7 separate regions of the Mus musculus genome follow, and regions 1, 2, 4, 5, 6 and 7 are each linked to region 3. Evidence: chromatin contacts called from public Hi-C, HiCAR-type and promoter capture Hi-C data. All regions are on one chromosome and are shown on one strand. The core of a region is the stretch at or near the end of the contact, and the rest is flanking DNA. Distances in the headings are between cores, read along the strand shown.

Region 1 (3,544 bases), core at 618-3,117, 2.7 Mb after region 3:
GTCAATGCAGACTCCTAACTGAGATTAGTGTCTATTGAGGGAGGGCTCAGCCCTGAGAGTTATCACCCATGTCCCCAAGGCACAAGAAAAAAACTGGAAGAGGGGAGGAAAGAGCCAGAGGCTGGAGGGGTGCTGTGAAATGCAGCTTACCTGCACCAGATGAGCTCACTAAGACCAATCAAAATTTAAGAAGCACTAACTGGGCACAGCGGGTTACTGAGAGGGGGGGCACAGGAGTAGGGGGTGGAGCTGGAAGTACACAAGACCCAGACTCATGGTTGACATGTATGAAACGTCAAAGAATAAAGGAAATCCCAGGAAAAAAGAAATCCGCTTCCTACCGGAGTCTGACAGCCTGAATTGAACATCCAGAAGAGAACCGATGCGTGCATGTTATCCTCGGACCTCCCCACACGGGCAGGTCATGGGAATGCGTGTGCGGGCACTGTCATACCCAGACAACACATGCACACCATACATACATATGCACGCAAACACAACAACGTACAATGCCACAGAGTATGCTACATGGGACAGTAGGGCTGAGGAGCAGTGGTTAAAGGCGTAGAGTTTCTTTGGTGATGATTCAAACCTCTAAAAGCCCTGGATGGTACAGTTTAAATATGTGACCGTTATAGCATGAGTGCTAGCTCTTCATAAAACTGTTTCCTAAAAGTTGGATAATATTCTTGGTTCACATGTAGTGCTAACTCTGGCCAGGCAGGTGGGATCAGGCCGAAGTTGGTTTAACCCTAAGAACAAACAGAACAGTTTCTGCAGTGAATGGTGGGTTCTAGTTCTGAATTCCATCTAATTTCAAGCCTAGAACAGAAATTTACTCCTGTATTTCTACTTGGAGCAGCCACCACCACCACCAGATATGCAAATATCACTCACTCTTTGATGCTCTGGCTAAAGTCCCTTCCTTCATAAAGTCTTACTTGGTTCCACCCAAACGCTTACTTTATTAGCAAAGGCTTACCGAGTACATGATATGCTGAACCTATGTTATAATTGCTTTCCCTGAATTATTGTCTCAAGTCGTCTGACAACCACCCTACAAGGGCACTGCCTATTTTAGTGATGAGGAAATCCAACATTCCAACATCCAAAACCTAGACACACTGGTGAGTGGCAGGGCTGGGATTTAAACACAAGCCTGAGGCCTGACAGTGTTTATGCTTTCTGACAGCTCTAGAACGAGCCCTTCCTTCATCCGGGCGGCGCCACCCCAGCATCACCCTGCAGGACGTAGGGAATGAATGAAGGGTGGCTGGCCGAGAAACCCGGGGCTCGTTGGAAGCAGCTCAGGGGGCTGCCAGGGCGCCTGGCAGGAGCGGGTGAACGCCGCTCCCGGAGCGACCTGCGGGACCCGGGCGCGCTCAGGGGGAGGCGGCGCCGCTGCAAGGCGGCAGTTCAGCCCCGGCTGCGCGTCCTGGGCTCCGGCCCGCCGGTTCGGCTTGGGCCGGGGCTCAGTGGAGACGTCCTTCGGGCTCCGAGCGCGGGAGAGGCTGCAGCGCGGGTGGGACGAGGCAGCCTGACAGGGACCGCCAGGCCGGGCTCCGAGGAGGCCACCGCCCGTCCGCTCCGCGGCCCGCAGGCCCTGCCGCCTTGGGCCTCCGCGGGCGCGCCGCACCCAAGTACCTGGAGGGTTGACGTTGTCATTTCATATCCTGGGTCCGCCCCACACCCCGCGGTGCTGCTTGCGGCCTCGGTCCGGCTCGGAGGAGCCGAGGTGGTGGGTCCGCCGCTTAGGAGCCCGGCAGGTCGGCTCTCGGCGCGGGCAGAGCTGCCACTAGCAGTGGGAGCCGAGTCCGAGGGTGAACGAGGAGCGCGGCCCAGAGCGGCCCAGCCCGAGTCACGCGGCTGCCGCCCTGTGGCCATGGCCTGCAACTGCAGACACCGCTCCTCTAAGAGGGGCGGGGCCTGCCGGGGGCGGGGTCTGGTGGGATACCGGTAAAGGGCCAGCCCGAAGGCCGGTAAAACCGGAGTGAGGGGCGGAGCCGCCGAGTGAGGGGTGGGGCCGACGGGGGCGGGGCCTGGTAGATCCGGGAGAGGAGCGGGGCTGGACGTGGACAAAGATGGGGAGTTCTGGGCGGAGTTGGGAGCCCAGGTGGGCGGGGCCGACCAAGGGCGTGCCTTGTGAGAGAGTGAGGGGCGGGGCGGAGGGAACAAGTAGAATCTGTACCCCACTTGAGTAAACCTAACCATAAAAAGTAAACTCCCTGGAGCTGTGTTTTCCCGCTATTTAATAGGTTATGTTAATTAGTATTTACCTTGCCTGTCTTAGGGGACAATGAATGAACTAATGTATACATAGTGAATGTCACACTGTGGGTTCAATCCCAGGTAACTGTTATGAGAGAATGATTCTAAAGCCTGTTTTGTGATGGTTTTTATTTTTATTTTTTTTTCAAGACAGGGTTTCACTGTGTTGCCTTGGCTGTCTTGGAACTCAGGCTGTCGACCAGGCGTAACCTCGAACAGAGATCCACCTGCCTCTGCCGTCTGAGTTCTGAGATTAAAGGCTTGTACCACCACCAAGTTTGTGCTAGTTTTTAACTGTTAACTTTTCTGGGCCAGCGAGATGGCTCAGCAGGTAAAAGCACTTGTGCACAAGACAAATGAGCTAATATCCCCAGTTCCTGCTGGGTGGAAGAAGAGAGCAGACTTCTTATAGTTGTCCTCTGATTGCCACACTCCTGCCCACCCAAACTCTCAGAGATCTGCCTGCCTTTGCTGGGATTAAAGTTTTGGGTTGCCATGCCCAGATACTTCTTTTTTTCAGGCAGGGTCTCTCTCTCTGTGTCAGGTGCAAAGGAAACTGCATTTCCTGAGATTCTGGAGCTGCTTCCCCTTTATCAAAGGAGCCACGTCATTTCCCTTACCACTGGCAGAAGGAACATGGCTGTCTGAGGTGCCTGTCAGCATAGGGAAGCGCACACTAGCCTCCAGGTCTGTGGGCTAATGTGCGCTTTGCTCCCTCCCCTAAACGTCACTCATGGGCTTCCCTTCCCCAGCTACTCATTTCTCCTCATAACCCTGCGATTTCAGCTCTGTGCCCTCTTGGTCTTGTCTTGTCTCTCCCTCTCTGCACAGCTCCTGCTCCCCTCACAGTCAGGTCCAGTCAGCTGACCCTATTCAGTCCACTCTGTTCTTTCTCAGCTCTGGGCTCTTCCGGATGCCTCTGACTGTTCCCTCCCTCATAGCTACAATAAAGATCATGGTGGCACATGCTTTTAATAACCTGCGCTCAGGAGCCAGAGGCAAGAGGATCTCTTGTGAGTTTGAGGACAGCCTGAACTATACAGCAAGCTCCAAGACCAACAGGACAGCATAAAGAGACCCCGTTTCAAAAAACCAGTCGGGGCTGGAGAGATGCTGGAGAGATGGCACAGCAGTTAAGAGCACTGGCTGCTCTTCCAGAGGTTCTGAGTTCACAGGAAGAAAAAAATTATGCCAAAAAGAAAAAAAAAGACCCCAGGAGTTCTAGAGGCTGGAGGTCTAAAACTCAAGTTACTGGTAGGGCCATGCTCCCTTGAAG
Region 2 (3,469 bases), core at 629-3,128, 2.6 Mb after region 3:
AGCTGAGAATTCTACATCTTGATCTGCAAGAAGGAAACTGGATGTGTTTCATATTGGGCGTAACTTGAGCATTTAAGATCTCAAAACCCTGCCTTCACAATGCCACACTTCCTTGAAATCCCACCAATCCCCATTCTGGAACTGTCCACTCTGGGAAGCTCCACCTCCCACCCCCCAAGAAACCCTATATAAAGTCTTCCTTCAGTTCACTGCTGCTTTTTACCCAAGCAGAGGCAGCCACCCTTTTGGGGTCTTCCCTCCCAAACACATCTCTTGTGTGAGATTTGTTGTACAGTGTGATTTTGTGGAGTTCTTTGTCCCCTGATTGACAGGATACCTCCCAGAACAGAGGTGTAACACCTTCCACTGTGGCAACCTCCCCCTTGCTGAAGCACAGATGTAATACTTTTTAGAGAGAAACCTTCCCTTGCCAGGCCTCGCCCCTGAGGAGCTCCAACCACCAGTTCCATCCACAGAACACTCTAACCACTCTAATGGCTGGACCCAGCCAGCCCTCACCCTACAGAGTAAAAAAACTCAAGCTCTGGACTTGAAAACTTGCCCTGCTCCACTCTCACCCCAAGAAACCCCACATAAACCCTGCCTTCTACTCAGTATCCAGCTGCCTCTCGCCTGAGCCTGAGTCTTCCTTCCTTCCCAGTAAATTTCTTGTGTGTGAGGTTTGTCGTATAGTGTGACTTTGTGATATTCCTTGGTTCTTGACTGCCAAGATACTTTCCCCTCAGAGCTATAACTTTTACACTGGGTGTAAAGACATGGACCACTGCACCAAACTTAAAAATCAGATTTTTTTTTTTTTTTGTAAACAAAAATAGATTGTCCAAGCATGCTCTGGATGAGTTCATGAAAAGCAATTGGAATCCAGGAGCAACAAGATAGATGGTTCAGTGGATAAAGATGCTTGCCAGAGACTAAGCCAGATGACCTGATTTCAGTCCCTAGGATCCACATAATGAAAGGCAAAAACCAACTTCTAAAAGTTATCCTTGGATCTCTGTGTATACACACACACACACACACACACACACACACACACACACAATTTGTTGAACCCTGAGCTACAGGAACCAGAAATAGTAACTCAGTTCATTTTAATACAATCCTCACGATGTCCACTTGACAGAAAGGGGCACAGGTACACAAACGGAGAAGTAACTTGTTCAAGGTTTACACAATAAGAAGCAGACCTGTCAGGATATCAAGGCAGATAGTTTAGCTCCTGTTAAGTAAGGCAAACAGGCTGGAATCACCAAGCAGCTTGGATTACCATAGCTAGGATTGCTTTAGAGAGTGGCTCCAAAGCCATGTTGTGGATGGGCTCTGACATGAGTTCAAAACTAGCCTGGGTAACTTTGCAGGGCCTGTCTTAGAATACATTTTTACTAGGTGGCTGGGGACAGTGCACGGTTGATAAAGTGCTTGCTCTAGAATGGCGAGGACCTCCGTTGATTCCCAGAACAAACCTATGTTTTAAAAAGAAAAAAAGTAAAAAAAAAAAAAAAAAAAAAAAAGGCTGGCCATGTTGGCACTATCTCAGCACTGCAACACAGAGGCAGAGTTCTATGTCTTGAGTTCCAAGCCAACCAGGGATACACAGTGAGACTCTGTGTCAAAACAAAACAAAGTAATTTCTTTCTACTGTACTGCTTTTCACAATTTGCGAAATGTCTAACATTATGCACGCGCTTATTTTTCATATTCTTTACACTGTCCCAAGTCTGCAGCGTAGTCTTCAAAATAGCGCGCCTGGCTGGGCTGTGTGGACTCCAATCCCCAGCAAGCATTGCAGCAGACACAAGAGGAACTACGGATGCCGAGGAGGTGGGTAGACCCCCCGCCGCCTCGGTCCTTTCCCTCCCAGAAGCCCGCGGGCGGCTCGGAACCCCGTCGGTATCATGGCTGCGGGAGCCGGGACAGCGGGCCCTGCTTCCGGCCCGGGCGTTGTGCGTGACCCGATGGCGTCACAGCCAAGGAAACGGCCCAGTCGGGAGGGCGGGGAGGGCGGGGAGGGCGAGCGGCGGTCGAACACGATGGCGGGAGGAGGCGGGAGCAGCGATAGCAGCGGGCGGGCGGCGAGCCGACGGGCATCGCGCAGCGGCGGGCGGGCTCGACGGGGGCGACACGAGCCAGGGTTGGGAGGCGCGGCCGAGCGGGGCGCGGGGGAAGCTCGCCTGGAGGAGGCGGTCAACCGCTGGGTGCTCAAGTTCTATTTCCACGAGGCGCTGCGGGCCTTTCGGAGTAGCCGGTACCGGGACTTCAGGCAGATCCGGGACATCATGCAGGGTGAGAGCCGGCTCGGGCCGCGGGGAGGAGGACATGGTTTTGGGGGGCATGACTTGGGGTCCGGGGCTCGCGGAGCCAACCATGTCTTCTTTCCCAGCGTTGCTTGTCAGGCCCTTGGGGAAGGAGCATACGGTGTCCCGGTTGCTGCGGGTTATGCAGTGTCTGTCGCGCATTGAAGAAGGAGAAAATTTAGGTACGGCTATTTTTTGTGTGTTCTTTTCTGGGCTTACTTACGTAGGGTTTTGTTATTTTCAAACTTAACATCCGGAACTGAAAGATTCCGGGTTAAAGTGCACTACTGGTTCCACCGCGGAGGGCTTTTTCATTCAACAGTGGTTGAATTCTCTAATTCCGGTTTTCTCCAGTTAAAGTTTCTTGGCTGTCTTTTGTTTTGTTTTCTCCCACCTGTTAATTGCACACCCATTTTTATTGCTACAAGTAAGTTACGTCAATAAGGACACATCTTTCTCCCTCTTCCTCCAAATAGTAAAGTGGGAACACTCTCCCATCCACACACAAGTTGAACTTGGCAGCTACTTAACAAACTCTCTTCATTGTTGGCCCCTTGTATCTGAGGAAGTTGTGTTATTCTGGATTTTGGAGGCAAACATATATGTTATAATTGAGCTGTATTAAAAAGTATTGAAAGATAGTCACTTAAAATACGTTGAAGCCAGCCGGGCAGTGGTAGTGCACACCTTTAATCCCAGCATTTGGGAGGCAGAGGCAGGTGGATTTCTGAGTTCGAGGCCAGCCTGGGCTACAGATCCAGTTTCAGGACAGCCAAGGCTACACAGAGAAACCCTGTCTTGAAAAACAAAAAAGAAATATGTTGATTGGAATTTGAACCATATATCAAGGACATAAACAAATAAATGCAAACTTTACTGGGTCTGTATGGCCCTTTTATATTATTAGTTTTTTTTTTTTTTAATGACAGAGTCTTAAAAGAGTCTACATAGCCATAGCTGTTGAACTCACTGTGTAGACCAGGTTGGCCTCTGCCCTCTGCCTCCTGAGTGAGGAGATTAAATGCCTGGTTTGCATGGTTCTTTGTACAAATGAGTCTTGTGGTGTTTGCATGCTTTATAAATAGCTATGTAAACTTTTTGGACATGTTTGCTCCTCCTTAGCAAAGAGCTTAAAGTGGAAACTGTGTTTTGTC
Region 3 (3,786 bases), core at 1,189-3,688:
AGGCAGGGCTACACAGAAAAACCCTGTCTCGAAAAACCAAAACAACAACAACAAAAAGTTTTCTAATAAGTCTTGGCTATCCTGATCCCGGAGCTCTCTGAGTAGACCAGGCTGGCCTTGAATTGACAGAGACGCTCCTGCCTTTGCCTTCCCAGTGCTGGGATTAAAAACATGTGCCAGCACACCCAGCAAATGTATACCTACTTTTTGGTTAATGACTCTGAACATCTTTTTAATTTTTTTTTTTATTATGTGACTGTGTCTCTGCATGTGAGTGCAGGTACCCAAGAAGGGCCAGAAGCGGGTGTGAGATTGTATTAGTCAGGGTTCTCTAGAGTCACAGAACTTATGGGTAGTCTCTATATAGTAAAGGAATTTATTGATGACTTACAGTCTGCAGTCCAATTCCCAACAATGGTTCAGTCGTAGCTGTGAATGGAAGTCCAAGGATCTAGCAGTTACTCAGTCCCACACGGCAAGCAGTCAACGGAGCGAGAGCACAACTTCCTTCTTCCAATGTCCTTATATGGTCTCTAGCAGAAGGTGTAGCCCAGATTAAAGGTGTGTACCACCACACCTTTAATCCCAGATGACCTTGAACTCAGAGATCTCACTGTCTTCAAGATCTCCATACCAAGATCCAGGTCAGAAACTTCTATCTCCCAGCCTCCAGATCAGGGTCACTGGTGACCCTTCCAATTCTGGATTGGAGTTCATTCCAAATATAGTCAAGTTGACAACCAGGAATAACCACTACAGAGATCCCCTGGGGTTGAAATTAGGTGGTTTTGAACCACCTGTCACAGGTGCTGGAAACCCAACTCTTGTCCTCTGGAAAAACAGTGTTCACTCTTAGCCACTGAGCCATTTCTTCAGCCCTGACTTCAGTATCTGAAAACATAATAAAGCTAGCAAGGACACTCCAGTCCTCATCACCATTAAACAAACAAACTGAAGCTTTATGGCTGCCATTTTACCTTTATACACATAGGCATTTCTTACATGAAAAGATTTTATACAAAATAACAATATCTGATATGTATGCCTTTATTATCTAATGACATTCATCTGAAAAAAAAAAAGGATTGGTTAGTTTGAAACTGTATCTAAACAATGTCCACACACATTCGCACCTTCGGTTGGGTTGTCCCTAGGCACTTTAAATATGAACAACCTGCCCCTTAAGTGCTGCGATACTTTTCTATCATCGGAGCCAAACAACAGCCATCTTCAGGAATGTAGCTGTGCCCAAAGATCATCATATTTGAAGGAGGGGCCAAGAGGGTCTTGGAACCCTCACCTGGGTATGCCTGCAATCGATACCAGCTGTTGAACGTACTTCCGCCCTAATTACGTGTAGCCTGGGGAGGGGCTAGAGTGTGGGCTGGAGAGCAGTAGGGAAGTGGGCTCCATCCATGCCAGGAAGCCTTCATTTCTACTGGATACTTTCCAGTGCAAGCTTATTTGAAGGAGAGTGATTACTCACTTGCTTGTTAAGTGACTTGTCACCTATGGTCTGTAAATGAGCCCAATAAACTAATTTGTGCTTCAGGGGAAATTTTTCTATCATTGTACTTTGTTGTTGGGACTGTGTGTGTAGAAAGTGTTAGCCACAAATGTCATGATCTCATTGCAGAACTACAATTTTTCTATGCAAATATTTTGCTGGGGGAACGATCTGAACATTTTATGGGAACCAAATATTGTGTAATTCTAAGGTCCTAGTATCCTGGAGCTTTGAACAGCGGCACATGGTTACAAGCCAGTTATTTTCAATTCATATTATCCTCCCAAAGTAACCTGCAGTCCTCGTTTTACCACTGACCCAAGACAAGCCACAGTTTTGGTCTTGATAGCTGTGGCCTCATAGCAGGGCCAAGAGCCAGAGAACAGGAAGGCTCTTTCTCGCTTTCAAGCCCAGAAAAGCCTCTGAATACAGATACAAAATAAGAGCGAGAGTGGAGGCTGTGCAGAGTACATTAGTGAAGGTGCGGGGCGGACAGTGTCGGTGGAAAGAGAGGCGGTGGAGGAAAGTCGGCTCCACAGCGCTGAATCTCGCCCAACCATCCCTCCGAGGTCGGAGTCCCAGGACCGACCGACCGACCGACCGACCGACCGGTGAGCTAAGTGGGGAAGCCAGACTCCGCTCGGATCCGCGGGCGTTTGCGAGACAGTCTGCAGCCGGTTTTTCCAGGGGCTGGAAGAATCTGGAACAAGGGTACCGGGCACAGAATCCAGGAGAAGCCTCCACCCGCCCCGCCGCGCCCGGGGCAAATTGCAAGGCGCGCCCTTAGCAAATGACTCAACCCACTGCGTGACGTTAAGTGTCACAAGTCAGGTCCCACGCCTCCGCCGTGGGAAATAGTCCCTCGCTCCGCCCCTTGTTGTGTGCGCAGCCAATCCCTGCTAGGTAGGGCGTGGCTAACACCGCCCCCTTGGATTCCTCCGCTCGAGTCCGCGGTGGGGAGGTCGAGGGAGTCGCCATTTTGGATGCCGAGCGGCTCCTCGGAAGTCGGCTTCTTCCGTTTTCACGTCCGGATCCCTCCAGGTGAGCGTGCCCTCCTTAGACCTAAGCATCTTTGTCTCCCTCTTCCATCTACGTCCCGCTTTTACGGAACCCCAGCGTTAGTCTGTAGGACCGTGAGGACAAGCCGTCCGCGCCGTGTCAGCGGGGGAAGCCCTGGCAGTCGGGGTCAGGCCTGAGGTCGGGCTCCGGCCGTGGGAGGAGGTGGGACCGCCTAGACAGGTGCTGGCGTCGCTGTTGCCCCCGGCATGAGCCGGGCACTGAGGAGACACCCCTCTGCAGTGCGGTCGGGTCGGGACCCTGAGGGAGGCCTTGTCCCCACCGCCGCGGTTGCTGCGGGGTGAGTCAGACCAGGAGAGCCCGAGGGAGCGCTCCTCTTCCGGGTCCTGGGGTCAGGCGTGGCCCTCAGGACCTTGAACTTGAGCTAGGATGCGGACCGGACCAGGGCTGCGGCCGACTGATGTCAGGGGGAGGCTACGGGGGCTTATTGTGTACAGTCTGTTGTTGTTGAATGGCTCCCGGGAGGAGACTGTCATTTCTTTTGTTGTGCCTTCTTGGTGTTTGTTCTGGTTTTGTTTGTTTTTGTTTTTGTTTTTGTTTTTTTGTTCTTACGAGAACAAAACAGTATAATCCCTCCATCAAACAATCAACCTGTGTTTCATTGTTTCAGTCAGACTTTTCCATTTCCATATGCATGTCTTTTTCCAGCTTAGTAAAATATTAGTCGGTACATTTGTTAACATCTCACACCCTTCAAGGTTTTTTGACCTTCGTGGGGGAACTTCACCGCATCCTTGTGTTTAAGTCACGCGGCTTCTTAACATTTTCACTTGATAAAAACAATGCTTTCTTCCCCTGATTACTTTCGTAGCCTTTCTCTTTTTCTTCTTGTGCCTCTGGTTTCTAACAAGACCCGAGCCTCTAGAGTCCTTAAGTAGACTCTGATCCACTTAATTTAGGCTCTAATCGGGATCAGGTCCCAATTATATGTAACCTTTTGTGGTTTAAAGTGCCAACACTTCCCAAAACGAAGTGTAGTCTATGAAAATTATTTCATGTGGAACCCTTAAATTACTGATAACGAGGTTTCCTTTTTTTTTTCTTTAAATATTTATTTTATGTGTATGGTGTTTTGCCTAGACCCTTTATCTAGGGTCCCAGGCATATCTGCATCATGAGTGTGCTTGGTGCCTGTGGAGTTCAAAGAGGGTTTCAGATCCCCTGGAACTAGAGTTATTGGGCCGTTGTGAGCCACCGTGGGG
Region 4 (3,540 bases), core at 576-3,075, 2.5 Mb after region 3:
TGTCTCCCTAGAACCTGCTCCTTGGAAATAGGGCCACCTCTCCTTGAAGCTACAGAGACTCTGGTTGCCCGGCTTCTGTGTAATAGAGAGACAGAGATAAGACAAAGAGCTTACAAATCCCTCTGGAATAGCCTGATGCCTGAAAGAGAGGCGTGGTGCGGTCCTGGAGCCTTCACCCAGAGGCAGCCTTAGCTAGAAACGTGCCTAGACACATGGACTGATTCAGACAGGAGCCAAGCAGGGCGCACTGACCCAACCAGTGCTAGGAATCTTAAAAACCAGACTGAAGGAAATCTAGGGTAGAATATAGGGGGACAGGAAGGGCCTTTCCTTATTTTCCTTAACCCAACAGTTTCTCATTTTTGTCCCCAAACTGGGACAGAATTCAGGGCCTTGAACCTGTTGAGCTACGCACTCCTGGCCTCTACAAAGAGTCCTAACCCACTAGGAGTTAAATGCTCCGATTGAGGCGCAGAGGGGAGAGAGAAGAGGTGACCCCTCTTCTCAATCAAGGTTGTAATAACATCTGTGCCCCAAAAGGTTAAGAACGTGGTTGTGGAAGGCACATAATTAGGCTAACTAGTCACCATCCTAAACATGACCCAAAACTGCCACAGTCACGAGAAAGGAAAAGTGTTCCACCATCCAAAGAAAACAAAGCTACTTCCAACAGGAATTGGCTGTCATAGTCTCTGCACTCGGAAAAAAAAAAAAAAAATCAACAGAGTATCCGCCCAGCCTGCCCAAGGCCCATCCCTTCCATCCCTTAAGCACAGGTCTCCAGGGAAGGCAGTGTTCCTTTGTTTTCCAGTCTGTGGGCAACTGGCTGGGCGTGGAGCCAGAGGTGAGGGACCTGTGTGGAAGAGAATCCTGCAGGGTGCTGAGCCTTGCAGGCTAGAAGCTGCCCACGGGTGGGCTCGGGCTTTGCCTGGACAGAGATACCCAAGAGCCCACAGAACAGGGGGGACAATGCGTCTGCTGCAGAGGCAGCGCCCTGGCCTGCTTTCTTCCCGCAGCTCCTGCCAGGGATCTGGGCAGCATTCCTGCCCCCGCGTTCCATCCAGCACCGCAGTCTTACTCATGGGCCTTGGTGCTTTTAGAAGTCGTTTGGGGACCTTTCAAAATTGGCACGGCCATGTTTTCTCCCTGGGGGCCCCCCTCAGCTTTCAGAAGCTGCTCTGCTACGTTGGTATACAGGGACACTCCCTTCCTCTGACCCTTCTTGGCTTTGGAAGAGGAGGACCTGGGAGGTGGCAGATGTCCCAATAAAGGCTGGAAGGAGCCCCGTGAGTGCTCGGGCGGTTGAGCCAGAGAGCTGCGCCAGCACTCGGGGTAACCTCCGGGGAGGGCGCAGTCCACACACATCCTGGCTTCCAAGAGCAGGCCTTGGGTGTCTGCCCATTATCAGACTCTCCGGCTCAACCCTAGGCTTTGAGCCCCAGAGGGGTGTCCCTCAGCGTGGAGTTGTCCTTCTGTACTTGCATTAATACACCCCCAGGGGTGCTTAGTATCCATTTCCAAGCTTCCCCATGGTCATGAAGGGCACCTTCATCACCAGGACTCACCCCAACTTACTGTGCACCGCTTAATTGGAAGGACATCTAGACGCCATGTCCAAAAGTGCACACACTCATTCCTTTCGTTAAAGTCGGCCTCTTTCAGGATCCTATTCTGTCTTCACACCCAGTGTGAAGTCACGAGGGGCTGGGACGATACACAGTCTCTTTCTTCTTCACAGGGGCTTGGCAGCCTTCTCTTCTCCACTGTAGACCTCGGGGAGTGCTTGAATGGGGCCAATGCCAACTGCCTCTGTAGATGTCAGACTCACGCATGCGCACTGTGCACTGAAGGCCCCCATTGCCTAAGCCCCTGTCCCACTGGCTGACAGGTGGGTGCCCTGATGGGTGTCCACACAGAGGAGAGGCTGAGCGGAGGACAGGATGCAGTAGGGAGCTTGCTCAATGTGGAAGCCCCCTTTGGAAGCCCTCCTCCACAGTTCTTCCTGGAGATCGCTCACACCTTGCCCCTACACCCCTTTTCAGATCAGGATAGTATTGGCTGCCCCTCCACCGACCCTGAACTGCTTCATTATGACTTGAGACAAATTTTCCCTAGACCCTCCCTACACTCTGCACTTGGTACCATCATTAAACTGCCCTTGGGGCGATCCAGTTGTTGCTTTCCAGGACCAATTCCGGGCTGGCCTGTCTTAGGTACTCCACACCCTGCTTTGAATAGGTGATTTTTTTTTTTTTTTTTACTTTAGTGCAGTACTTGCAGGGGAGTTGAATCCAGGGTCCTGAGCATCCCAGGTAAGCTCCTGTTGTCACTGAGCTATATCCCAGTCTCGAAGCATGAACGACAGAGAAGGATGGTTGAGCCCGGAGAGATGTGATGGCTCACCTATTGAGACGGCTTTTTGTAACTCCAGCACCAGGAGACCCAACACTCTCTTCTAGCCTCCTCAGGCACCCACACATGTGGGCATACCAGCACACAGACAACATACACAAAATTAAAATAGCTTTGAAAAGGAGAATGCTATCCCGGCATGGTGGTAGACAACTTTAACCCCAGCACTCAGGAGACAGAGGCAAGCAGCTCTCTGTGAGTTCAAGGCCAGCCTGGTCTAGAAAATGAGTTCTAAGACAGGCAGGGCCACATAGACAGACACTGTCTAAAAATAAAGTGTTGTGCTTCTATTCATATATCATAAAATTCACCCTTTTAAGAATACACTGTAGGAGCTGGGCATGGTGGCACACACCTTTAATCCCAGCACTTGGGAGGCAGAGGCAGGTGGATTTCTGAGTTCGAGGCCAGCCTGGTCTACAGAGTGAGTTCCAGGACAGCCAGGGATATACAGAGAAACCCTGTCTCGAAAAGCCAAAAAAAAAAAAAAAGGCCCTACAGTGTAGGGCCTTTGCTATACTTAAACAGCCATGACCACTAACTGAAGCCTTCATCCCCCTATATTCACAAGCAGTCCCTAGCAACATGACCCTTCCATCCCTGTCAAGTCCAATTTGTCCCAATCTGTGTCTGAACTTGACTATTCTGGACATGTCACATAAGTCGGATCATATTGTATGTGATTTTTTTGGTGTCTGGTTTTTCTTTCATTTAATGTCATGCTTTCAAAACTCATCCATGTATCAGTAACTCCTTAATTCTTACTGCTGAATAGTTTTCCATCATGCACATGTCCATGTGTGCACGTACATGCACACGTGTACACACACTGCATTTCATCTCTGGATACTTGAAAAGGCTACGGTGGGTATTTTATATACTTTATATGAACATCTATTTTCTTCTTTATTTTTTTTTATTCTATGTGTATGAGGTTTTTGCCTGCATGTGTGTATGTGTACCATGATCATGCTTGAGCTCCATATAGTTGTAAGCCCGCATGTAGACGCTGGAAATTGAACCTGGGTTCTCTATAAGAGCTTTAAAGTGCTGAACCATCTCTCCAGCCTCCTCGCACCCACCCCACACTGTTATTTTGAGTCAGAATCTTGCCATATACTCTAGGCT
Region 5 (3,718 bases), core at 1,168-3,667, 2.5 Mb after region 3:
AAGACAAATACCAGAAAACAAGTGTTAAGACTAGTATTTTGAAGTAATAAGATATGGGCAAAAGAAATCAAGGAATCTTCTAAGCTAGGCTCCATCACTCATCAGACAATTATATATGATCAGAATGTCACAGAAACTGTTTCTGGTATCCATATTAATATAATAGTTACGTCTATCTATGTTGCTCTCAACCAGTTATTTAAAAATGAAGCTGGGCCACCTTTAATCTCAGCACTCAAGCGGCAGAGGCAGGCAGATCTCTGTGAGTTCGAGGCCAGTCTGGTCTACATCGTGAGTTCCAGGACAGCCAGGGCTGTGTAGAAAGGCCCTGTGTCAAACAAACAAACAAACAAACAACAACAAAATGTTGGCCCAAGATTGACATTACACAGCCATAATTCTAGTGCTTGGGAGGTAGAGGAAGAAGAACCAGGAATTCTAGGTTATATAAGATCCTATCTCAAAATAACAATTGATACAGCAAACAGCTAGGCTGGGGGCATAAGGGGTTTGGTTCAGTGTTTGCCCTGTACTCATCTAAGGCCCTGGGTTCAAGCCAAAAAAACATTGTTTTAAAAGGAGGAAAAAGCCGGGCGTGGTGGCACACGCCTTTAATCCCAGCACTCGGGAGGCAGAGGCAGGCGGATTTCTGAGTTCGAGGCCAGCCTGGTCTACAGAGTGAGTTCCAGGACAGCCAGGGCTACACAGAGAAACCCTGTCTCGATAAACCAAAAAAAAAAAAAAAAAAAAAGAGAGAGAGAGAGAGAGAGAGAGAGAGAGAGAGAGAGAGAGAGAGAGAAAACAAGAACTGGAGAAATGGCTCAGTGGTTAAGAACACTGACTGTTCTTCCAAAGGTTCTGAGTTCAAATCCCAGCAACCACATGGTAGCTCACATCAGATGCTCTCTTCTGGTGCGTCTGAAAACAGCTACAGTGTACTTACACATAATAAATAAATGCATAAATCTTTAAAAAAAAAAAAAGAATCTTTAGGCTGGGCAGTGGTGGCGCCTTTAATCCCAGCACTTGGGAGGCAGAGGCAGGCAAATTTCTGAGTTTGAGGCCAGCCTGGTCTACAGAGTGAGTTCCAGGACAGCCAGGGCTACACAGAGAAACCCTGTCTTGGAAAAAAAAAAAAAAAAAGATTGACAGTCAGCAAAGGAACAAGAGAGTAACATCTTAGTGGGGTGAAATGTTCTTTTTCCTTACTGTAGTGACTACATGGTCAAATACACTTGTCAAACCCCAGCTAGAGGTGTAATATAGTTGACAGTGTTTGCCTAATAAGCATGAGCGATCTGATCCCTAGAAAGGCATATACAGGAAGATTAGAAGTTCAAGGTCTACAGAGACTATGTAATAAGCTGAAAAACGCCCTGTCACAAAGAGGAAAATTATCTGTGGCCCAACAGTCTCAAAGAGATCTTGAGTAATAAGATTTGATTTGAAGCACTAACAAAAGGGTTGAAAGCCAGGTGTTGGTGGCCCACACATTTAACCCCAGCGTTCAGAAGGCAGAGGCAGAAGGATCCCTGAGTTCGAAGCCAGCCTGCTCTACATAAAAGTTCCACGGACACACACACACACACACACACACCCCACACACTCTACTGCCTAACCAGGAACAGGGGTGGGAGGAATCTCAGCTCACTGGATAAGAGCACATGTGCACATGTTCTGTTTTCTCGGAAGATCCAGTACCCAACACCCACATCAGGAGGCTCACAACCTCCTCTTATCCAGCTCCTGGGGTTCTGACCTCTGGCACCAAACGCAGATGCAGATGCCCCCACCCCCACCCCCACCCCCCCCACATACAAAATTTAATTGTTTTTACTTTTTAAAAAAACTGCCTTCTCCTCTAGAAAATAAAAGCCCCCCAAAGCACTGCTTTCTAAGGCATACTTCCTGGAAAGGAGCAGTTCTGAACTGGGCTCGATTAGGTCGTTAAGTGTGTGCCCTTGAGAGCTCCCGGCCTCCGTGAGCCTCAGTTTCTCTTTATGGGAAACGGGTTGATGGCCTGGCGTGTGATCTAGCATCCTGCAAGTGCTCCATGCATTGAGAAACGCACGTTGTCAGTCGAGGCTGAGACTGCAGCCCCTCCGAGGGTCACGGTTCCTTCCGGGCGCCGGACAGCCACGCGTGGCCTCTCCCCACCCCCACCCCGGCAGCGCGCGGAGGCCTCCCGCCTCCCCGGCCCGCACCTCGCTGAGGAAGCGGGTGATATCGTAGACTCGCCCGTGGATCACCATCCACGTCTCTTCCGCCGAGTTTCGCTTCGCCACCTCCTCCAGCCGGTAGTAGGTGACGGAGGGCTCGGAGCCCTCGACCTTCTCGCCACTGCCGCTGGCCTCCGGGGTCGCCATGGGATCCGAAGCCCTCTCCGCCGCTATCTGGGCTTCCACCGCTAACTTCCTTGACTTGCCGGCCCGCGCTGGGTCCTCCTCGGCTTCCGTAACCGGGTAAACCTGGTCCGACGTCCGACTGGCCAATCGGCGTCGACCAGCCCCTCCAACCTTGCCAATCAGATATCGTGATTTTGGACCAGCGCCTAAACGTGGCCGGGTGACAAGTGTCACCACAGGAGAGCATTCTCTCTGCTCGGCCCATGGGCAGGCCCGGCCCTAAAAGAAAAGAGCCGGTTTCCAGCGTCTCTTTTCCCTTCCTGCCACCCTGGGTCCCCGAATGAACGGACCCGCATTTTCCCTTGATCTTCCCATCCAGAATTGCAGCCCCCGGGGTTACAAGCTTTGCTGTCCCCCAGACTGGTTCCCTTTAGGCTCCAAAAGGCTCAACAATTAAAATGGGTGTGGTGACCTCTACCTTCCTTGCCCAGAGGTTTGGGATGTGTGTTAAAGAGAGTGTGCTAAGAGAGGCGTGAGCCCAGCAATCCACTGTGTAAATCACAAGTGGCGTTGGACTCCATGGCTCTTAGGTACAAGGCCTTAGGACAGCAGTTGGGGCAAGGGTAGATGTCCTAAGTTTCTTCCACTACTGACAAAACAATCTCTAACTGAATTCTTCAGTGATCAGGGCTCATCTACACTGTTTTAGTTTCTAAATGGCCTAAAATAGGATTTACTTCAAATGACCCTTGCTAAAAGTCTAGGTAATTTGGAATTCTAAGTTAATGTGCAAGGTTGCGAGCCTTTCTCTTTAATTGCGGTGAAAACTAAGAGGCTGATCATCCTAAAATGTTTCACGGTGTTACTTCACAACCTAGCACTCATGACTCTGTAAACTATTTGCAACCTCTTTCACTAATATTTTATTGTTTGTTTGTTTGTTTAGAAATGTATCAGTATGTAAGCCTGGTTGTCCTGGAACTCAGAGGCCTCTGCCTCCCATGTGCTGGCTTAAAAGGACACCACCATGTCTACTTTCCATAACCTAAGTTCCTAATTACACAAACTATGTACTGTAGTTTGCTCTGATGGCTCTCATAAATACTGACCAAAACCAGCTGGAGAAGTAGAAGGTTTATTATGCTTGCAGGTTATAAGCCATTGTCTTAGTCAGGGTTTCTATTCTATGCACAAACATCATGACCATGAAGCAAGTTGGGGAGGAAAGGGTTTATTCAGCTTACACTTCCACATTGCTGTTCATCACCAAGGAAGTCAGGACTGGAACTCAAGCAGGTTAGGAAGCAGGAGCTGATGCAGAGGCCATGGAGGGATGTTCTTTATAGGCTTGCTTCCCCTGGCTTGCTCAGCCT
Region 6 (3,910 bases), core at 802-3,301, 2.6 Mb after region 3:
TACTCACACAAAACACTCTCAGGTTCTGGTTTGTCTGTTTTAGATTTTTGAGACAAGGCTCACTATGTAGCCCAGGCTAGCCTTGAACTCTCCAAGTAGCCTGAGCTGGCCTTATACTTGTGATCCACCTGCTTTTGACTCTAGAGGGCCAGAGACCCTGTTTTCACGCCATTTCTGTTGATAAGAACCCAAGTTGCGTATCTCAGTGTTGTCCAGATTTAATCTGATGGCCGCACACAGGAAACAAAGCTAAGTCCTCTCACACAGCAAAATGTTCTTGGAATGACCGTCCTAAGTCAGTGTCTCTTCATGGCGTACGTACTCCCCAATGTCTGCTTGGTGGAACACCACAATTGCCATGGGGTCCACTTTTCGGCAGTCTTGGGTAGACTTTGCTGCCACCCCAAAACCCTGGAATTGAAAGAACAGACATTCATTTATAAGGAAACAAAACAAAACAAAAACTATATTGAAACAGCTGTATCTTTGAGAACTGTGAAAGGAGCCAAGAAGTCAGTCTCCGAGCTGCTGACTGAAACTTCATCCTTTCCAGTGGGTACCTGGCATTTGCCGTGATGGATGGCTACCGTGGCTACTCACCAGAGGAATGTCCGCCATGGAATAGACAACCACTCCCTGGTACTGAGATGTGTTCTCAGTAATTCGACCCAGACCGGATTTCAACACATGGTTTCCATACAAGAAGGACTGCTCTGCTCCCGGCTTTACCCACACTTTATACTGAAAGAGAGTTAAAAGCCAAGACACAAGGATGTTGGGCTATATCCCTAAATGCGGATTAGCAGCTGCTTCCGAGTTTAAGGAGAGGTGGGGAACCTTTAAGTTGTTTGGACCCCCCCCCCACTTTTTTGTTTTTGTTTGTTTGTGGGTTTTTTGTTTTTTTTTGAGACAGTGTTTCTCTGTGTAGCCCTGGCTGTCCTCGAACTCAGAAGTCCGCCTGTCTCTGCCTCCCAAGTGCTGGGATACCCCAATTTTTGATCTTTCACCATGGAGTTCCTTCCTCAACCTAACATCGAAATTCAACCTTACATCGAAATGCTCACATAATCAGCAATTTCCTTTTTTTTTCCCCTTGGACCCTAGGATCACCCTCACCACTGGCACTTGTGTCTTCGTCTCTGCTTTCTGAGATCCAGCTGACACGGTGGAGGCCTGTTTTCCTGTAGACAACTAGGCTATGCAGCTCCATGGCCATAACCCTTCCTAAACGTGTCCAAGCAGCAATATCGACAAACAACTTCTTAGGCTGACGCTGTCCAGAAACTCGTTGGAAAGAATCTGTGCTCTGACCTGGCCGCCGTCACCCGGGACTTCATCCCGGATGGCAACCTGGAGACCAGGCCCCCACAACGTACCTTGGCATAGGGGGCCAGGTAATCCAGAGCTGTCACGTGCAAGCGGAACTTGTGGGTCTTGGTAAACTTCCCAAAACACGTCCCCAGCGACACGAGCTTGTCTCCGGAGATGTTGGCGGCCAGCTTCAGCATCATCTCACTACAGGGGCGCGGGAGGAAGGTACCCGGTGACGACCAGGGATGGATGCACGCCTCCAGCCCGCCACGCAGTGGGCAGCACGCCCCACCTCACCTCACATAGTACACTCGGTCGTTGTGCAGCCGGAAACAGTACGTGCCGTCGGGTCTGTCCACTAGGAGTTGAAGGTTCTCTCCGATGCTGAGGGCAACAAGACCAGCGTCTGAGCCGGGACCGTCCCGCCCCGGAGCCGCATCCCCACTCCCCGCACGCCCGTCCCTCATCCGCCTCTCCAGTTCTTACTACTTCGCGATCTTCTCAAACATGACCCGGGTCTCTTCTTCAGTCAAGGGCCTCATCTTGCCGCTTGCTTGGCTCCCGGGAATCCTCGTGCCTGGAGAGCCGGAAGCGGAAGTCACTTTCCCACCCGCCCACTTCCTGGGGTCCACGAACGCGTGTCTCTCTAGCCTAATTCTCCGTGATCTTTGCGCAGCCGCCGCCTACCGTGGCGGACTTCCGGGGACCGAAAGCCGGCTAGATGAGAAACCATAGAGACGGGAAATGTTTCCCCCAATCGTTTCCGTTTCCCAGGAGCGAAACCGGCTCTGAAGAGGAAGTGACGGTACCGTGCTTGAGAGATGGCGGCCGCTCTCCCTCTCCAGCCCTCCACGACCGCTTCGGCCACGACGACAGCCACGGCCGTCGCGCTGGGGGAGGTGGAAGATGAGGGCCTCCTGGCGTCGCTATTCCGGGACCGCTTCCCCGAAGCTCAGTGGCGTGAGAAGCCCGACGTGGGCCGCTACCTCCGGGAGCTGAGCGGCTCCGGGCTGGACCGGCTGCGGCGCGAACCCGAGCGCTTGGCGGAAGAGCGGGCCCAGCGGCTGCAGCAGACGCGCGACCTGGCTTTCGCCAACTACAAGACGTTCATTCGCGGGGCCGAGTGCACCGAGCGCATCCACCGGCTCTTCGGCGACGTGGAGGCGTCCCTCGGGCGCCTGCTCGACCGTCTGCCCCGCTTCCAGCAGAGCTGCAGGTGCGGCTGGCCTGATGGGGACGGGCGCGTCATTGTATCTGCCAGGACGCTATCGTCATGACCCAAGCGTAGTGTACAGGGCTCTCTCCTGATTGCCTTGTTAATCCACTTAAACTTCACAGCAGCCATCTAGGTAGGTAGCGTCATTATTTTACAGACGAGGAAGTCGAAGTGAAGTGACTTGTCCAAGAACACAGCTAGTAAGTTTCCAAGAATTGGAAGCTAGGAGTCCACTACTCCCTCATAGGCTGTTGTTTAAATAATAAACATTCAGCCAGTCTTATTGACACTTGTGATCCCAGTATTCGAGTCACAGAGTCATCATCCTAGTCTGAGTATTGAATTCATGGACAGCCTGAGCTACATGAGACATTCAAACAAACTAAAAAATGTATGCATCCGGGCGGTGGTGGCGCACGCCTTTAATCCCAGCACTTGGGAGGCAGAGGCAGGCGGGTTTCTGAGTTCAAGGCCAGCCTGGTCTACAGAGTGAGTTCCAGGACAGCCAGAGCTATGCAGAGAAACCTTGTCTCGAAAAACCAAAAATAAATAAATAAATAAAATTATGCAAGGCAGTTCATTGAGCCTGACATAGTTAACCCTATATAAATGTGGGCTGGAGGTGCTCAGCTTCAAAATGTCCATCGATAGGAAGCTGACAGATCCTATTTGTCATTGTAGGTTGTCAAAAAGCATTTCCTTTTTAAGCTATGTTACATTTCTAGGCCCTCGATCTAATACACTTAGTTCTGCTATCCAGCAGGTCAATTTTTCTTTGGAAGCTTGGATATTAAAAACAGGTTGTGTACCCCATATGTCTGAAAAGAGATTCAGGACTGCATAAAGCGAGTTTCTGGAATTACTATAGAAAAGTGGAGAAAGTTTAAGTGGGAGCGCGAAAGATACATAGCAGCACATAACATGAAGACCTGAAGAATCTTAGGGCAAAAGTGTGGCTTATAGAGTGGTTAGTGCTCTATTAGAAAAATATTAGTAGCTACTTTAAAATGTGTATCTCACCTGCATGTATGTCTGTGCACCATATGTGCCCAAAGGAGGTTAGAAGAGGGTGTCAGATATCCTGGGACTAGAATTATAGGTGGTTGTGAGCCACTAGGTATATGTGTTGGGACCTAAGCTGGGGTCCCCTGCAAGAGCAGTGATCACAGAGCCACTTCTCCAGCCTTAAGTCCAGCTAGTAAGGGATTTGTAGACGCTTTCCATACATTTACTTTATGTAAGGTCTTACATACATGCCATCTTGCCTGTCTCTAACATTCACACCAATGAAAAGACAGGTCCAGAGAAGCCAAGTACCTTGCCGTAACATAGACCTCCTTCGTGAGACCTAGAGCAGTTCAGTCCCAAATGTTGACAGTCTGG
Region 7 (3,451 bases), core at 870-3,369, 2.8 Mb after region 3:
GAGAAGGCTGCTGGGGAGCTCCGCCTACTTGGTCCTAGTGTCCTGGTAGGCTTGCCGGCATGTTTCCGGCCCAGCCACTCAAACAGTGTAGGTTCCCATTTGTAACTAAGTTGGGGTTTCTAGCCCCCATCCTGTTGGGAACAACTGTGCATTAATGAGAGGAGCCCAGGACTTGACATCGGAGACCAAGGTTTGGACACGCTCCACTGCCTCCTGGCTTCCTGACCTTGCCCAAAGACTTACTGTCCATGTCCCCAAGAGGGATGCTAATGGTTCCTTGCTTCTCAGATCTCAGGTAATTTCCCTGACAATGGATGCACATTAGCCCCTAAGGGCTTTCCCAGGTGGGAGCGTTAGGAAGCAGTGTGGGAAGGAGCGGCTGCCCTCCATTCCTGTCTCTTTAGCTACCTGTCCAGATTGGAGAATCCTTGTTTTAGACAATGACCCCTCACTTCGGAAACCTGCTTCAATCCTGGTCTCCCTGAATCCAGGCACCATCCCAATAGGAATAGACTCTGCTGCCAGAGATATCCATCACATAGGATGGGTGCGGAACAGTCACTGCTTAAATCCGCAAAAGCATTCTTCCAGCAGTGTAGATTGGAAAGAACTCTTGGCAGCTTGGCCTCTCCGGGAAGCATGTCCTCTGGGCGGCCTGCCCTACCAGCCCCGGGAGCCGCCGCATGCTTCCTCTGTAGGACTCCCAGCCCTCCTTGCACACACCCAGCTCAGGGAGCCCCAGGCATACGTCCCCTGCCTAGTCTCCAGCTAGAGCTGATACATAGGGGACGCTGCGGGCCCTACTGCCCGCCTCGTTCTGGGAAGGGACGGGAGGTGCTGTGGCTGGCCCAGCAACCTGCGTCCTGGCGCCCCGCCTCGGTGCAGTTCCAGAGGCTGTCCGGTCAGGTCCAAGGCAGCTAAGGAAGCTCTCGCCACGCTCCTCACCCGGCTTGAGCTTCACCCCGCTGGCTAAAGCCACACAGCCACACCCACGTGCAGGTTTCCCACGACTCTGCTGGGAAGGAACGGAAAAGCCAAGGAACAACTGCCAGCCCAGACCCTACTCATCTTCTCAGGGCCCCAGGTACCTTGGCAAAGGAGTGCCTGCAAACAAAGGCAGCATCCCTGCAGTTGCCAGCCCCCTCCATCCGGGGGCCAGACCCCCTCCCCCTCAGGAATTAAGAGGTACCCATCTCCCTACAGAAGACCCAGGAAGGTTCTGCAGCTGGATATTCTATGTACAGTCAGGCTCTGGCACGGGCTCTTGTTGAGGTCCTCTGCCCAGAGAGGACACTGTATTTCCCCAAGCCGGTTAACCAGAATGTGATCTTATATCCTGGGCCGCTTCCTCCATCCTCTCAAAAGAGATCCAAGAAAGCTCGCCCAGGCTAGCTAAGGCGCACTTAGATTCAAGGGCACGAGGGTGGGGGCGCTTTACGGGATCCATGTCCCATAGGACAATGAAAAGAAATAAAAACCTCCAGGCAAGGACGCACACCTCCCTACCCAGCAGTAGAACTTTGAGGGCTGCAAGATTAACAGCAACTCTCCCACTGACAGGTGCGCCCTGCAGCCGGGCTCACGCACGGCAGTACAGAAACTTGCACTAGCGGCTGGAGCTCCTCCAATCTCTCCTAGGCACCCTTGGACCTCTCTGAACCGGCAAGGAGGAGGAACTCATCTCACAAACCTGTGCTGTAGGGACCAGATCGCTGGAGATCTCGGTGTCCCCGCAGGTGTGAACCCCCTGCGGGCGTGAGTTGGGGGGAGGGGCACTCTAGCCTCGCTCCCCGCACAGCCTCCCTCCACCCCCAATTCATTCACAAAACAAGAGCCGCAAGGGAGGAAGGGAGGAGAGGCTGCGGGAGCCCAGGATGTCGGAAGAAAGGGAGGAGGGGGTAGGGAACATGGTGCAAGCGACTGCCGCCGGGAAGCATTGAGCGGCCGGAGCCCCAGGGTCCCCAGGTCGCGGTAAGAGGCTCCGGCCCCTTGGGTGCGCTCACCGTGCCGCCGGCTGCCGGCGTTCCGGTGCTCAGCAGGCCCGCGGCGGCTCCATGCTCCTCCTCCGGCTCCCGCCGCCGCGCACTGCCTCCACGGTGCCGCTGGGGCTCCGACTGACGACCGCCTTGCCCAGCAGAGCCGCCTTAAGTATCGCGCGCGACCCACTGGGAAAGGCGCCCTCCTCCGGCACCAGGGCAGGGAAAGTTGGCAAGAGTGGGAGGGCTCCCGGAGCCCGCGGGAGCGCCCGGTGCCCGGCCACCGGCTGGCGCTCGCCAGACTCGGGGTCTGTCGTGGACCTAGCCCCTCCGAATCGAGAGTCGCAACCTCTGCCTCTAGAAAACTAGGGACCCCCAGTGCAGCCCAAGGCTCAGCTGCTCCACGCCGACCTCCGGGCCAGCAGCCTTGGAAAGGCTGTCATTGTCCCTAGCCTAGTACCTGAAGCATCGTTAACTTTCCGGATGACCAGTGGGGACCTACAAAATCGTTCATGTCCATCCCCGCCCCCACGCCCCGCTCCCGAAACCTGGAAACCTACTCACCCTGCAAACGGGCTACCCCAGAAAATCTTCTGAACGCCAAGGGGCGGCTCGCTATGTGAGGGGACTCCCTAAAAACCTTCCCGGTGGCAACAGAGAGGGACAGAAAAGAAAAATTGTCAAATAAAAGGAGGCTGGTCAAAGAAGGTGTTAACTATTATGACAAGCTGAGCTTTGAATTCCGCAGCGGGGCGCTGATGACTTTAAGGCTGTTTGCAAAAGCTGCAGATTGGTCTAGCAGGAATCCAGGAGGTTCCGGTCTTAAAGCCCAAACGGCTCTTCCTCCCCACCTTTCTTTCCCACGTCCCGACCTCTTAGGTCCCCATCCGACATCCTCGCTGGCAGTTCCGTGGTCCCTGGAAGTTGGTGTAGACTCCTCCGGTGAGGTGAAGCCGAGAGGGAGTCCAGGGGAGAAGAGTGTTTGTTAGAGGTAGAAACTCTAGAACCAGCTGGAGATCTCGAGGTTTTACATCTCAGAAAAACCTGAAGAGAAATTGTAATTAAAGACTAGTTTTAAAAATGAATTTATGGGTCCTCCAACCGTCAGAGATAACTTCGCAGGCGGAAACAATTTAATAGGCATGTGAGCTGCTCCAGTCAGGAAGCCATCCCTCTCAGACATGCCCATAGGTCACTTAGCCACAGAATCCACAACACAGCCACCCTGGGCCCCTGCTCCGCCCACTCCCACCCTGACAGACAAAATCAAAACCTTTCACCCTGCTTCATTCAGGAGAAACACCACTGCATGGGCTAAAGGGCTGGGCAGTGAGTGAGTTTGTTTTGTTGAGACAGAGTCTGTAGCCCGGGATAGGCCTTTGAACTTCCCATATAGCCAAGGATAGATAAACCTGAACTTCTTATCCTCTTTAACTCCGAAGAGAAGGATGAGGGCCACCACACCCAGTTTATTC

What was found. Promoter capture Hi-C pulls out the DNA fragments that hold promoters and counts their contacts. Hi-C and Micro-C count contacts between places; a contact is called where the count stands out from the background. HiCAR-type assays count read pairs that join an accessible place to other places.
Region 1: a contact with region 3 is called in a HiCAR-type map of astrocytes, with 4 times the contacts expected there. The contact joins the promoter of Vps4a here to the promoter of Ist1 in region 3. A contact is called at or near these places in 3 of 115 datasets of contacts at active chromatin or transcription factors (the 230-238 cell line, astrocytes and embryonic forebrain).
Region 2: a promoter capture Hi-C map of second pharyngeal arch cranial neural crest shows a contact between it and region 3. The contact joins the promoter of Terf2 here to the promoter of Ist1 in region 3. A contact is called at or near these places in 4 of 39 promoter capture datasets (cranial neural crest, hippocampal neurons, pre-B cells and 1 more) and 4 of 115 datasets of contacts at active chromatin or transcription factors (acute myeloid leukemia, astrocytes, embryonic forebrain and 1 more).
Region 4: a contact with region 3 is called in a HiCAR-type map of astrocytes, with 5 times the contacts expected there. The contact joins the promoter of 4930517G24Rik here to the promoter of Ist1 in region 3. A contact is called at or near these places in 3 of 115 datasets of contacts at active chromatin or transcription factors (astrocytes, embryonic forebrain and large pre-B cells).
Region 5: a promoter capture Hi-C map of pre-B cells shows a contact between it and region 3. The contact joins the promoter of Cyb5b here to the promoter of Ist1 in region 3. A contact is called at or near these places in 4 of 39 promoter capture datasets (cranial neural crest, frontonasal cranial neural crest, hippocampal neurons and 1 more), 1 of 484 Hi-C or Micro-C datasets (B cells) and 1 of 115 datasets of contacts at active chromatin or transcription factors (large pre-B cells).
Region 6: a Hi-C map of B cells shows a contact between it and region 3, with 8 read pairs. The contact joins the promoter of Cog8 here to the promoter of Ist1 in region 3. A contact is called at or near these places in 7 of 39 promoter capture datasets (the C10 cell line, cranial neural crest, hippocampal neurons and 3 more), 1 of 484 Hi-C or Micro-C datasets (B cells), 4 of 115 datasets of contacts at active chromatin or transcription factors (the 230-238 cell line, astrocytes, embryonic forebrain and 1 more) and 1 of 9 other capture datasets (liver).
Region 7: a HiCAR-type map of astrocytes shows a contact between it and region 3, with 8 times the contacts expected there. The contact joins the promoter of Has3 here to the promoter of Ist1 in region 3. A contact is called at or near these places in 1 of 39 promoter capture datasets (cranial neural crest) and 1 of 115 datasets of contacts at active chromatin or transcription factors (astrocytes).

What each region holds. Positions count from the first base shown.
Region 1 is chr8:107,029,592-107,033,135 of GRCm38.p6, reverse strand. It overlaps Vps4a (vacuolar protein sorting 4A), which reads right to left and starts at 1,867. Exons shown (of 11, transcript NM_126165.2): 1 at 1,645-1,867. The coding sequence starts at 1,665.
Region 2 is chr8:107,094,957-107,098,425 of GRCm38.p6, reverse strand. It overlaps Terf2 (telomeric repeat binding factor 2), which reads left to right and starts at 1,878. Exons shown (of 10, transcript NM_001371065.1): 1 at 1,878-2,304; 2 at 2,402-2,497. The coding sequence starts at 1,917. It overlaps Mir7075 (microRNA 7075), which reads left to right and starts at 2,320; the gene lies at 2,320-2,401.
Region 3 is chr8:109,691,946-109,695,731 of GRCm38.p6, reverse strand. It overlaps Ist1 (increased sodium tolerance 1 homolog (yeast)), which reads left to right and starts at 2,438. Exons shown (of 10, transcript NM_028018.2): 1 at 2,438-2,548. It also overlaps a transcript of Zfp821 not described here.
Region 4 is chr8:107,203,615-107,207,154 of GRCm38.p6, reverse strand. It overlaps 4930517G24Rik (RIKEN cDNA 4930517G24 gene), which reads right to left and starts at 1,825. Exons shown (of 3, transcript NR_166499.1): 1 at 1,566-1,825.
Region 5 is chr8:107,149,360-107,153,077 of GRCm38.p6, reverse strand. It overlaps Cyb5b (cytochrome b5 type B), which reads right to left and starts at 2,417. Exons shown (of 5, transcript NM_025558.5): 1 at 2,205-2,417. The coding sequence starts at 2,366.
Region 6 is chr8:107,054,878-107,058,787 of GRCm38.p6, reverse strand. It overlaps Cog8 (component of oligomeric golgi complex 8), which reads left to right and starts at 2,051. Exons shown (of 5, transcript NM_139229.4): 1 at 2,051-2,527. The coding sequence starts at 2,133. Nip7 (NIP7, nucleolar pre-rRNA processing protein) reads right to left here and starts at 1,911. Exons shown (of 5, transcript NM_025391.2): 1 at 1,798-1,911; 2 at 1,609-1,695; 3 at 1,377-1,515; 4 at 601-741; 5 at 1-411. The coding sequence starts at 1,853. The coding sequence ends at 292.
Region 7 is chr8:106,869,504-106,872,954 of GRCm38.p6, reverse strand. Has3 (hyaluronan synthase 3) reads right to left here and starts at 2,119. Exons shown (of 4, transcript NM_001331048.1): 1 at 2,004-2,119.